2 separate regions of the Anas platyrhynchos genome follow, and region 2 is linked to region 1. The links are chromatin contacts, called in public Hi-C maps. All regions are on one chromosome and are shown on one strand. The core of a region is the stretch at or near the end of the contact, and the rest is flanking DNA. Distances in the headings are between cores, read along the strand shown. Region 1 overlaps PAPLN (papilin, proteoglycan like sulfated glycoprotein). Region 2 overlaps PSEN1 (presenilin 1).

What was found. A called contact is a pair of places that touch in the nucleus more often than the background predicts.
Region 2: a Hi-C map of skeletal muscle shows a contact between it and region 1, with 4 times the contacts expected there. The contact joins two enhancer-like sites. A contact is called at or near these places in 4 of 8 Hi-C or Micro-C datasets (F1 follicle, F5 follicle, liver and 1 more).

What each region holds. Positions count from the first base shown.
Region 1 is chr5:35,262,975-35,269,021 of IASCAAS_PekinDuck_T2T, reverse strand. PAPLN (papilin, proteoglycan like sulfated glycoprotein) reads left to right here. Exons shown (of 29, transcript XM_027459177.3): 6 at 429-559; 7 at 895-1,018; 8 at 1,783-1,863; 9 at 2,536-2,708; 10 at 3,319-3,442; 11 at 4,541-4,667; 12 at 5,386-5,451. Among named protein-coding and RNA genes, the nearest start is that of PAPLN, 38 kb to the left of the region's middle. Within about 2 kb of position 3,506, at least 4 of the 8 cell types and tissues checked have an H3K27ac peak or open chromatin away from gene starts, as enhancers often do. A contact at or near this core is called in F1 follicle, where this site is marked.
Region 2 is chr5:35,327,761-35,333,653 of IASCAAS_PekinDuck_T2T, reverse strand. It overlaps PSEN1 (presenilin 1), which reads left to right. Exons shown (of 11, transcript XM_038179140.2): 3 at 4,148-4,401; 4 at 5,474-5,615. Among named protein-coding and RNA genes, the nearest start is that of PSEN1, 6.2 kb to the left of the region's middle. Within about 2 kb of position 3,428, at least 2 of the 8 cell types and tissues checked have an H3K27ac peak or open chromatin away from gene starts, as enhancers often do. A contact at or near this core is called in F1 follicle, where this site is marked.

The DNA.
Region 1 (6,047 bases), core at 2,257-4,756:
GCCAGAGGTCCTTGATCTGAGCTTTGATATAATTAACAGTGGCTTAATGAATTACGAGGGATTTCAAGATGGATTTAAAGTTTTGCTTGTTGACTGTTAAAGTAACAGCTCTCTTGTGTTCTGTACCAGCACTTGTTCTCATCCTAGAAAGCTTTGTACACAGAACTAAGGAACAACCAAATATCTACCAGGCCCAACATCTCCTCTCCACCACTGGCCAAACAGGGTGCCCAAGGAAAAGGATGCATGTCCTTAGGCTTTTTCAGGGTACTTTTCTATAATCCAGCAGTTTGTGACCCAAAAATTCACTCAATATCTGTCACTTAATATTAGTCCACCCCTCTGTTTCTGCTCTTGTGATATAATACTAGGCTCCTGATGTATTAGCAAGCTGTGGTATGTAATGTTTGTTTTTTCTCTCCTGCCAGCACCCAATAAATGTGAGTTAAACTGTATTCCCAAGGGAGAAAACTTCTACTACAGGCACAAGGAAGCTGTGGTAGATGGGACTACCTGTGAACCTGGCAAGCGGGATATCTGTGTAGAGGGAGTTTGTCAGGTGAGTCATCCTGTTGTTTCCTTCCTTTACCATTGCTTCTGTAAGTCTTTTAGGTGCTTTCCTTTGTTCTTCTTGGCCCTTCATAATAATACCTGGAAAGTGCATTCATTCAGTTTCTGAGGTGCTGAGGGACATGTTAACAGTTCTTATCTCTCTGTCTCTGGAAGCAAAACAGAAGATGCCAACTCTGTCCTTCCACTGACAGCTCCTTCCCTGACTTCCCAGACTCCCTAGACTCATGTTTTCTCATTAAATCAGTCCAACATTTGACCATTTTTTCTTTCTTTCCCTCATTGTTATGGTTTATTCATATTGATGCCCCTGTGCTCTGACAGGCCGTTGGCTGCGATAACATACTGGAATCTGCCAAGAAGGAGGACAAGTGCCTGCAGTGTGGAGGAGATGGCAGCACCTGCTATGGTGTGAAGGGCACTTTTGATGTGCCCAACCTTCCCAAAGGTACAAATAATCTGGGTAGTTCAGGCAGGTGACAAGGGAAGAGTTAAACCTAAACCGAAGCTGCTGCAAGGGCTGGTGGGAACACCTGCTCACATTATTGATATCGGCAAGCTTGAGTGTTCACTTGAAATGTTAGTATGGCACGTGGCTCTTCAGCTGTTCTACCATCAGAGAACGCATTGATTGCCTCACCCTGGGAATCACTTCCTTAGTCTCAGTACAGCCTAATGTACTTGCCATGCTGCCGGTGTCTTTCCCTGTTCCAGCAGGTGCTATAAATGTACATATGAATATTTCTATATATCTCCTTCATAAGACTACCCCCCTACCCAGTGCCTTGACAGTCCCACTGGAATTTCAGCAAGGCTAGAAATGGAACTGCATCTTCTGCATTTGGCCAATTTTGAGTCATTTCAAGACAACAACTGCACCGTGCTCAAATCTCTCTGGGATGAGCTCCAATATAGAACTTGATGAAATGCTAAAGGATTTAATATATAAAAAAAAAAGACTTTGCACTAGCCCCTGTGATTACTTTTCTGAGGTGAAGTTGCAACTTTATGCACATGAACTGGCCTCTTGAGACTTTTTGGTGAAACTATTCAGAATGCAGACAAAATGGCAGCTGAAATGCTTCAAGCCACCACCATAAAGCTCATCCAGTTGTTCAGGCACTAATGAAACTTGGAGAATTATTGGCACAGAAGTGTAACTTTTTGATATCCGCAGATAGATATTGAATAATCCCTTTCATTTTTCTTCAGGGTACAATCAAATCTTTATCATTCCTGTGGGAGCCACCAGCATCCAAATTAAGGAGGTTATGCCCAGCAGGAACTTTTTGGGTAAGTCTGATATCAGAACCTGTGTTTCAGTCTGTTTGGACTTCAGACTGCATTAAAATTTGGTTTTCAGGTACAATGGGCTTTGGGCCTTGAGAGCTTGATACAGCAGAGGAAAAAATACTTCAAAAATCATGATCTGAATATTGAGTATCTTTGATGTTACAGTGATGCTCAACTCTGAGCTTCAGGTTTACCTCATTTTCAGTGACTAAATGGTAAAGGTAGAGACAGGACAGGAATATGCTGAAGGGATTTGGCTGTGCAGCAAGAGACTGCTTTCTCTGCAGCAGAGCTAGCAAGAATTGTCTGAACATGGAGCTGCTTCTGGCAAGAAAGCACTAGAGGGCTTGATGTTAACCTTTATTTGCTGTGTGTGTGATTCAATATTAAGTAAAAACAGAAGCACACTTGTTGAATTCTTATAGTCCTCTTGATATATGAATTTTTGCTGTGTTGGTAGATGCTGACATATTAGACTGTCACCACACTTTAGAGGATTGCAATACTGTTGCAAAGGAGCTGGGGCTCAAATGGTGGAGCTGAGAGCTCTGCGGGTTGCCAGTACCCTGAAAGTCTAGAGCAGGCACTGTCTTGCAGAATCTAGAACCAGGATTCAAGTTATAGGTGTGTTAATTTACTTCTTTTTCTTCTCTGGTATGTGGGTTTGTCCAGCTGTCAAGAACGTGAGAGGGGAATATTATCTGAATGGGCATTGGACGATTGACTTCAGCCGAGCTCTGCACATAGCCAGCACAGTTATGCACTACGACCGTGGCTCAGAAGGTGATCTGGCCCCAGAGCTCCTCCATGCCAGGGGCCCTACCACAGAACCCTTAATCATTGAGGTAAGTGGCTGTGCCTGTCCCCACTGGTACTCGCTCTCTTGCTTTGCGTAGCAGCCCTTGCTTTGTGCCCTGGCTGTGCATTGGTGGGGACTACATGGGAAAGACTACAGAAGAGTAACTGGGCCCCCAGGAGTCTTGCAGAGCTGTAGACCCTTAAGCTAGGTGTTTTTCTTGTAGAAATCACACAGTGTTCTGCTCTTGTTCTGTTGCCCAGTAAGGAGACGTGCAAGGCTTGGTGTTGGCCTCTTGCCTGTTCCCTTGGGTTCTGACTTTAAGAGAAGAGTCAGCACAGAATGGGGTTGGGGGAGGGATAGGCTTTAGGGCGCTGCATGTTATGGTGTGCTGTAGGCACATGTGCTGTAGGGTCAGGGTATTACTGTTACAGAGCATGTAGATCTTCTGCCTATGAGAGAAATAAATGCACTCTTCTCTGAAACATGATGCTCCCTAGAGCATCACAGAAGGCAAGGAGAAAATACAGTCTAGAGAACAAGTACTCCCTGTACTGGAGGGAAGCAAGTCAGCTTGAGCCCTCAGGAACGATGGGGAAATGCTGTGAAGGGTAAAAGTGCTGCTGCTGTTTCTTTGACTTTATCCCATGCTTTCATAGCTCATCAGTCAGGAGCCAAACCCAGGGGTGCAGTATGAATACTACCTGCCCGTGCAAGGACAGACCTCGGGTTACAGCTGGAGTTACAGTTCATGGAGTGAGTGCAGCTCTGAGTGTGGAGGAGGTAAGGGGACAGCACCTGGTCGCTGTCAGCTTGGTTCGGGGTTTATATCCACGCCCTGAAGACACTGTGTGACTGTGTGCTGCCCTCTGCAGCTGCTTCTCAGCGGTTTCCTGCTGGAAGACAGCACAGATCTCTACAGGGGGCCATTAAGGTTTTGTCAAGGGAGAGTTGCATGTGGAATCACAAGAGGACTGTGCACCTTGCATTGTCCTGTCTTATCTCACATCTTAGTCCTCAGACTGGTTACTAGGATCTGTTAAGACTCTTCATGAGTTACCTTTGTTTTGTTTTGTTCAGCTTCACTTCTCCACGTCCTTTTCAGGCCTTTTCAACCACTTGAGAGGTCCTCTCCAAAATGACCTGGCCTACAAAACCAAGTTTCATCATAGCTCTATACCTCTGTCATAGCCTGAAAGATTCCCTCTCTCTGAGGGGATAGATTGTTGGATCTCCTGGGGTGTCACAACATGTTCAGTTTGCAGCTTCTTCTGTAAGCCAAGCTTTTAAGCTAAAAAACAAATCAACAAACAAACAAAAACAACAATCAAGCCAAAATCTCCAGCTAACTAGACTGTAGAGCTGCTCTCTTTCTTCTGGTCTTCCGTGCTGATGGTCATTTCAGTAACTTTTGCCATGCTGTGGTTGTAGGAGTTGATGTTGTCTTTGCTGGGTGCTCTCATCCTGTAGAAAGCGTGAAGAGTTTGAAGTTTTTCTCCGGTGTCTGCTCTTTACAAGATTGATCTTCTGGGTCTAACAGGAGGTCCACAGATCTGCCGCTGCATGCTGCACACACCAAGCAGCATTCCTTGATAAGCAATGTATGGATGTGGCACTTCTCTTGTGAGTCACAATCCACTCAAATAACAGGGAAAGGCCCCTAAGCTGCACAGAACTATTTTGTCTCTTCTGCATTTCCTGTGGACTGAGATATTGTGGGTAGGCATCATTCATACATCTAGTGACAGGCCAAGAGCTGCACCTGATTTTTTTACAGGTTGATGGGTGCAGGTGTGAATTCTGTACTACTTTAGGATCTTGTCTTGGCAACACCACTGCATTTCAAACACAGGTCAGGATACTCTCTTGTTTCTCCTTTAGGATTCCAGTCCCGTTTGGTGTTTTGTACCATTGACAATGAAATTTATCCAGACTATATGTGCAGGAATAAACCACAACCAGACAATAACCGGACATGTGGCCGTCAGACTTGTCCCCAGACAAAACGGTAAGGTTTCCTTTCCATTTGTGGGCTCTAACTTCTTCCTGAGGTGCTTTTGGAGCCAGGAAAAAGAATGACCCTCCCACTACCATCCTCCAGCATGGTGCTCTCCAAGGAAATGTTTCACTTCTTAGAGAAAGCCCAAGACAAAGGATAGTGATGTTAACACTATAACAAGCGTTTTTATGTGCAAAAGGGCTTGGTATGTCTTATGTTCATTTCACAGATCAATTACATTTTCTTTCTAGCATCTGATTGTGGAAGATAGTCTGCTAGAGTTAATGTGCTACCCATATAGGATGTAGGAAACAGATTCTGAGATTTTTGTTCTCTTCAACTGGAGCTTACAAAAAAAAGAGGAGTAGGTTTGAGCCAGTATAATTTCATGTCATTTCTACATTTTGAGTGTCCTTGCTCTTCAAAAGGGATGAATCCTGGAATCTATTCCATCTCTAGCGTTTTCAAATCCCTTTACTGAACCATTTCACCTTTGTCCCTTGCTTACATAGCTTTGCAGTTGGCTTTACTTGGCTCTTATGGGCATCCAGACAGGTAACCAGAGCCTCAACTGCATATCTCACTGTGTACCTGGTGTGTATTGTGGAGGCCTGTGAGTGTTCTGTTATGGGCCAGAGGGCACCTGAAAAACTGGGAGCATTTCTGAATACGATAGCCCATAGCTACTTTCTGTAAGTGCTTTAAATCCTTTGTTCTGTGTATAAAGGACTTCTTACATCTATGCACCACAAGCCTGGAGCCACAGTGGAGCACGGAGCTCTCAGATGAAGAGGTAACGAGGAGACTTTAGAAAGCACAGGAAGGCAGCTGCTCTCTTCTGCTCTCCACCTAGTTTCCTACTGGAGGATGTGGGGGCTTTCCTCTGGCACTGGTGCTAGCAGGTGGTGCTTTGCTTTTGATTCTTGCCAATGAAAATGATGGTGGAGGGTGCTGGCTGGCTAAGCTTTGCTTAGGTGATTGTGAGTGGTCCTGGTAACCTAACTTTTAGGGGACAGTTTCTTCATAGCTTTTGGCTAGATAATTATTGCATTTTCTCTGGAATTAGTTTAGAGAGGTAAAAAAAATGTTCTGGAAATTTTTGTTTGGTTAATCAAGATAAATAACAAAGGAAAAGGAGCATGATGGATTAGGGCCATTGAAACATTGGCCAAAATTCCAGTGTGCCGTGGAAAAGCCTCAGAGTTCTTCAAAAGCTCTTCTCGTTTTGGCATAGGCCCCATATGACACAGAAAATTGCCTTTATACTGTGATGAGCGCAAGGATGTGACAGACAAAATACTTACAATATACAGCGAGGTATTAGAAGTAAAAAAGATCAAAGGCAAAACAAGTGCTCCCTAGCAAACTGCTACTAGCTTATGACTTGCC
Region 2 (5,893 bases), core at 2,179-4,678, 65 kb before region 1:
ATTGTAGCGCTTGTGTTTTGATAAAACCAAGTTTAGTTGGTCTACTTGGGTGTGGTGCCCAGGCTCTTGGATTTGTCATGCCCAGTTCCTTGTTCTGCAATAACTGTTGAGTGTCAGGTTTCCTTATGACATAGAAATGCTCCTGGGAGATTGAGCCACTAGTAGGTGTGTTTATGACAGATTCAAGACAATATTTTGATCCCTGTTCTAATTTCACTATGCAATCCAACAGGTTAAATGGAATTTTGAAAAATTCTTGTATTTATCTCAGGTCAACATCCTGTAAAAAGCAAAAATACAGAACATTTGAAAATTATCTTTGGAGTTTAGAAGTAAGACTGATTTAAGACCTTACTGATTATAGAAACTGTTGCTAAAAATAAAAAACTGCAGCAGGAGAGTTTCCATGCTTTATGCTTCTACATCAGAGGGAATGAAAAAAGTTTCTTTTCATCTTGGACAGGTGGGAGCTTAACCTTTATTGAACGTTTCTGCCGGATTAAAAAGGCAGAGCTCTATGATTAGCTCCAGGCTCACTGTCCTTGAAGAAAGCTTACCGGAGCTACTTCCCAGCAATGGGGGGCAGACTGTTTTATTTACTTCTCACTGACAGATTGTACTATTGCTTTTTCTTTCAAGTGTAATTCTAGGTCTAGCTTCAATACTTAGGTGTAATGATTCTTCTGCCCTACATATGTCCGCTGTTTTTGTACAGAGGTATGAAGGTTCTTTCCTGCTTAGGTAATACCTAGCTTCTGTCAGCTAGCACTCAGCATGAGAAATCACTAATCACTGGTATGGTTTGCAGTCTCTTCTGGTTACATACCAAGAGTTCAGCCCAGTCTTCAGTGCCCTGTCACTGTATAACAGCCTTTAAACATAAATGGTGTATGTGAGAACTGATGAAGAAGCCTATGCCCACTGTCAGGGTCTGCTAAATAATACATCAATTTGCATTCATTAGGTAAAAATATTTTATCAAATACGCTGGGTTTTTTATCTGTTGATTCAGGGGCTTTGCTCTGGGTTTGCTATTAACTATTTTCCTGATAGGAAAGAAACCTATCAGTTGCTTTTGATGTTGCTTATTCACCTGAAAGCGCGTAGTTCATAACTTACGTTTGCTTACGGTGTTACAACAGGTGTTACTGACTTTTTAGCTTCAGAATTTTCACTTTTAACTATGTCTGAGGAAAGTGAAGAGTCTGTTCCTTTGCTTCCACTTCAGCAAGAGTCCATGGCCTCTGCTCTCTTTAATACTGATCAGGTAGGATATGAGTGTACTTTGTTCTTTTAAGCAGAGGGGCACATGCATGTCACATTTAGCTACACTTCAGTTCACTAGACTGATGGTACAACCTTTTTCTATTTTTGAGCGAGAGATTAATTCTTATAACATCTTACAGTATTTCTTGATGCTGTTCTGATTTTCTTGCACTGTGCTTTAATTGTGTAAAGACATTTTGTGATTGTGTCTTTGTTCCTAACTGGTGCAGGAAACAGAGTGGCACGCATTGGTCTAATTTCTTCAGGTTTTCTTTGTGTTAAATTTTGCAGTTTGTCTGTAGTGATGTGCTTAGCTAATCAGGCTTTTCCTTTCCTGTTTTTATATTTTCACTGCAAAATTGTAGATTTAGATTTTAGTTTTTGTATTTCTGTGGGTGAGAGGGGTAAGTGCTCCCTCATGCAGAACTGCTTTTACAGCAGAGAAAGAGCAAAACATTCCACAAGTGTGCAGAAACCTACGTACTAGGTCTGCTTTACTTGTGAACTGTTCTAAGACTCTCATCTTGTGTAATATTACTTATGGTCATCTTAGGCAGTTTATTTAGATAGATAAGCTTATTGTTGTCTTGTAAGCTGAGAGAAATGGAGCTCTTTCACTAAGAAAGTGAAAAAATGTTAAATTTGAGCTATAATCTGTACAGAAAGAAGTTCACAAAGATGCACACAGCCTTTACAGAATGATTAAAGTTTCAGAACACTGCATTCTCCAATATTCCTGTTTCTATCTGGCTTTCAGTAATTGTATGTGAAGATTTTATACGAAATATACCAAGTAGTTTATAATGAATCTTAGATTTAGTAAGAAATAATCTCGAATCTGAAATCTTTCTTAGGTCATGCATTAAATTTGTCATATTAAATTCCATTTAAGGCTAAAATTGAATACTAAAAATCTGGTTGCTTGCTATTCTTATTTGCTTAAGACAATTTTAGATTTTTTTTTCCTTCCCCTTATACTCAGTTTCCTCTTTGAAAAGTAAAAAAAAAAAAACAAAAAAAAACAAAAAAAAACCAACAAATTTTCTTAGAGGGCAGTTCTTGAAACCCTACTGAGCCTGATCCTGAGGATACAACAAAGAAAGAAGTAAACAGGTAAAGCGTTTGGTATGTATTGCTAGTGTGTAAAGTTCTGTGAAAGTAGCTTTTTCATGAGTTAGGGAAGCTGTAAAGCATCAACCAGGATTTTAGCAGTGTCAGTGTTTGCAGTTCGAAGTCCAGGGACTTGTACTCCTTAATCACTTAAGTGCTTTTGAAACTATGAGTTCCTGACTGTGTGTTTAACGTCTTATCTTTTCTGAGGGTGGGGCTGAGACAATTCTATAAAAAGAATCTCCAAAATGACTATGAATTTATCAAAAAAACTTCAATTGAGTTAATTGGACACAGGCTAGCAGTTATGTTTGGAAATGCTGTTAAGAACAGGTAATGGGACTTTAACATAGCATGTTTAAGGAGGAAAAATTACCTGTGTAACAGTTCTCAAGTAGAAATACATTTGGTTATTTTTAATGTCTTTTCCAATGTCTAACGCAATTTTACTAAATGATATTTGAAGGCATTACAAAAGATATCTCCCCTCAGTTTATTGTACTTTTCAGTAGTAAGCTGCTTGAGTGCACTTACTCAAACTGAACTGTTTGTAAATGAAGTAATTCTGAAGTTGTAAGGTTTATTTTGCAAGGAATCAGAAGTCTTTATATTACGTCTCATTTATGTTGACCCTCTTGGGTGGAGTGAAGGGAACAGTACAGCATCGACTTAAACATGATAATAGAGTGGGGAAAAAAAGACTAATCTGTATAAGCTTTTGCATTTTATGGCTTGTTTAGAGTGACTGAGAAACGTAAAAGAATTCTGTTGCTATGTGGTCTAGAATAGGTGAAACGTAGCTTACTCTGCTGCTGTGTTCTCTGTATGTGCACACAACATAAAATGTTAAATGCCCCCGTTACAGAATGTAGGCTTGATCATTCACTCACAGACAGTATTTCAGCTCAGAATTTTGTAAAAGCTGAGTTCGTAGATCATTTTTGCTTGTGGTTAGTCATAATTCTTTTGAGGGAGATATGGAAAATCTACCTCTGTCCTTGTGTTTGTATTATAGCCTTGATGTTTCACTCAGCAGTATCAGGAAGGCCAGGAGGCTCTTACATTTTTTGACAGGGGTGGTGGAATTTCTTCAATGTCAGCAAAAGGACGTGGCTCTAGCATCCTTGGGAGAGGAGAAAAGGAATCTGCACACTTAACTCATCACAGTAAAACTTTGCGATCAAATCTCAGTGTAATGAGCAAGAATTATCTGAGTTTGATCACTGTTTCTGTGTCATTCTTGCTAAAAATGTGTAAACAATGCTTTGTGAAACTCAATTTTATTATATATTCTAGTTAGTGTACTGTAGCGGGAGTAACATGGTAAGGAAAATAGAAATTTTCTTTGGATTTTCATGGAATTAGTCTAATAAATGTCTCTGGCATTACTTCTGGAAGTAGACAGTTAATTGTTGTTAAGCTATGAGTAATCTACTGTCATGCACCCTTGTATCAACTGTAGTTTGGACAAAGAGAGTAAGTTGTCTTTTTTTACTTAGCTTTTTCTTCTGTTTGTAGAAAAGATGGCATAGCAATGTTGGTTGCATCTAACAGCCTGCTGCTGTTTTAGTATAAGTGCTTCTAATATAACCCTGTGCTTTTATTCTTGTGGTAACTATGTGAAACACTTAATGATTCCTGTTTATGTCCTCAATGTGAAAAATGTTTTTGACAGTAAATATTACCTTACACTTGCCCCCCTCAAGACCATCTTAATACACATTAATATGATTATGGATAGTTTCTGATGGAAGTGTTTTATATATTGCAGAATGATAACAGTGAAAGACGGCGTCATGATAACAGTGAGCGCAGAAGAAATGACAATCCTGGGTCTGAAACCAATGGGCAGCCACAGAACAACATTCAGCAGGTGGTGGAAGATGAAGAAGAAGATGAGGAGCTGACACTGAAATATGGGGCAAAACATGTGATTATGTTGTTTGTACCTGTCACACTTTGCATGGTGGTCGTTGTTGCAACCATCAAGTCTGTCAGCTTTTACACACGCAAGGATGGACAGCTGTATGTATCAATTTTTTCCCCTGTCTTTTTAATGGACCCACTTAGATCATTTTCTTTAATCTCAATTTCTTCAGGATTTTAATTGAAACAGTGAACTTCCTCATCTCCCTTTTCCTCTTCACCAACCTAGAGATAGCTTTATTTTATTCCTTCCAGAAACCAAACTCTATCATGGTACTACTCACATTTGTTTTATATCTGTCAACCAGTCTGGATGACATCTTACTTGTAACTACTTGATTCAAATCCTGATCCTCTTTTTAACACTTTGTGCTCTCTGGTATTTGCAAAATAAACTCAATCAAAATATTGATACTAATATTGCCAAAAAATAACAATTTCAGTGAAAGCTGTTTCAGGAGAAAGGAGACAGAAAGAACACTGAGCCTGTCAGAACCTGAAGCAAATCAGTCTAAATGTAGCCCCATAAAAACATTTAGACAAAATGATTCAAAGTGTGTTTGGCTTTGAAATATTTGTGTAACGTAAGAATGTCATAAAATGGTAGTGAAAAGGAACTTTGTGTTTTGATGAAACAAAATTGTTGATCAAAAATATTTTTTCTTGGGATTTTATTTATGGTAAGTATTTTCTTTTTGTCCTGTCATGTAATGAAGTGCTTTTTTCCTCCCCACCTTGTTTTATTGATGTAAGAAAGAGTTGAGCTCATGCAGTGTTTTTGTTGGAATCACTGGGGGACACTTCATTGTAAATCCACTAGATGGTGTGCTTATAAAGGTCTAGCTGCAGTAATAGTCTAATGAGTCATAGCACGTGAGCAAATTCATCAAACAACCTAGATTTCTTAGTTGTTTGTTTTACAAAGTGGAAATTAGTTGTAATCTAAGAATATAGGAAATGCAGGTCTTCTATTCTTCTAAGGAAGAATAATGTTTTTTTATTAAAGTTTGTCTGATACAATACTGTGCTGCCTTTCAGGTTTTGGCTAAGTAGAAAATAGCTGTCACTCTGAATTGAAAGATTATTGCAATTTCATTTCATGTTGGCCTTGCATATCACAAACATTTGTGGACTCTGCAGAGGCATTTCAGTTGACTTTTTGTTGTTGTAGCATCTACACTCCCTTCACAGAAGAGACAGAGACGATTGGACAACGGGCCCTGAATTCAATTCTCAATGCTGCTATCATGATCAGTGTCATCATTGTCATGACCATACTCCTGGTTGTGCTTTACAAATACAGGTGCTATAAGGTGAGTGTAATTGTGAGTTGAGTAATTGTGCTAGTTTTATTTATTAGTACTGATTATCAAGGATGGAACAAAATGAAGGGTTATCAAGGATGAGCGAGCAGAAGTTACAGGATTGGGTATTTTAAGTGTTTCAAATTTGTGGCTTCACATAATAGGGAGACAGTAACCCCATGCTAACACTGCTGGCTGTTTTATCAGCTAGAATTAGGGTGGCATTGCTTCTTATTCCTGTGAAATGTACTATGGACTGAAATCTTCGTGTGGTCAAGAACTACGAA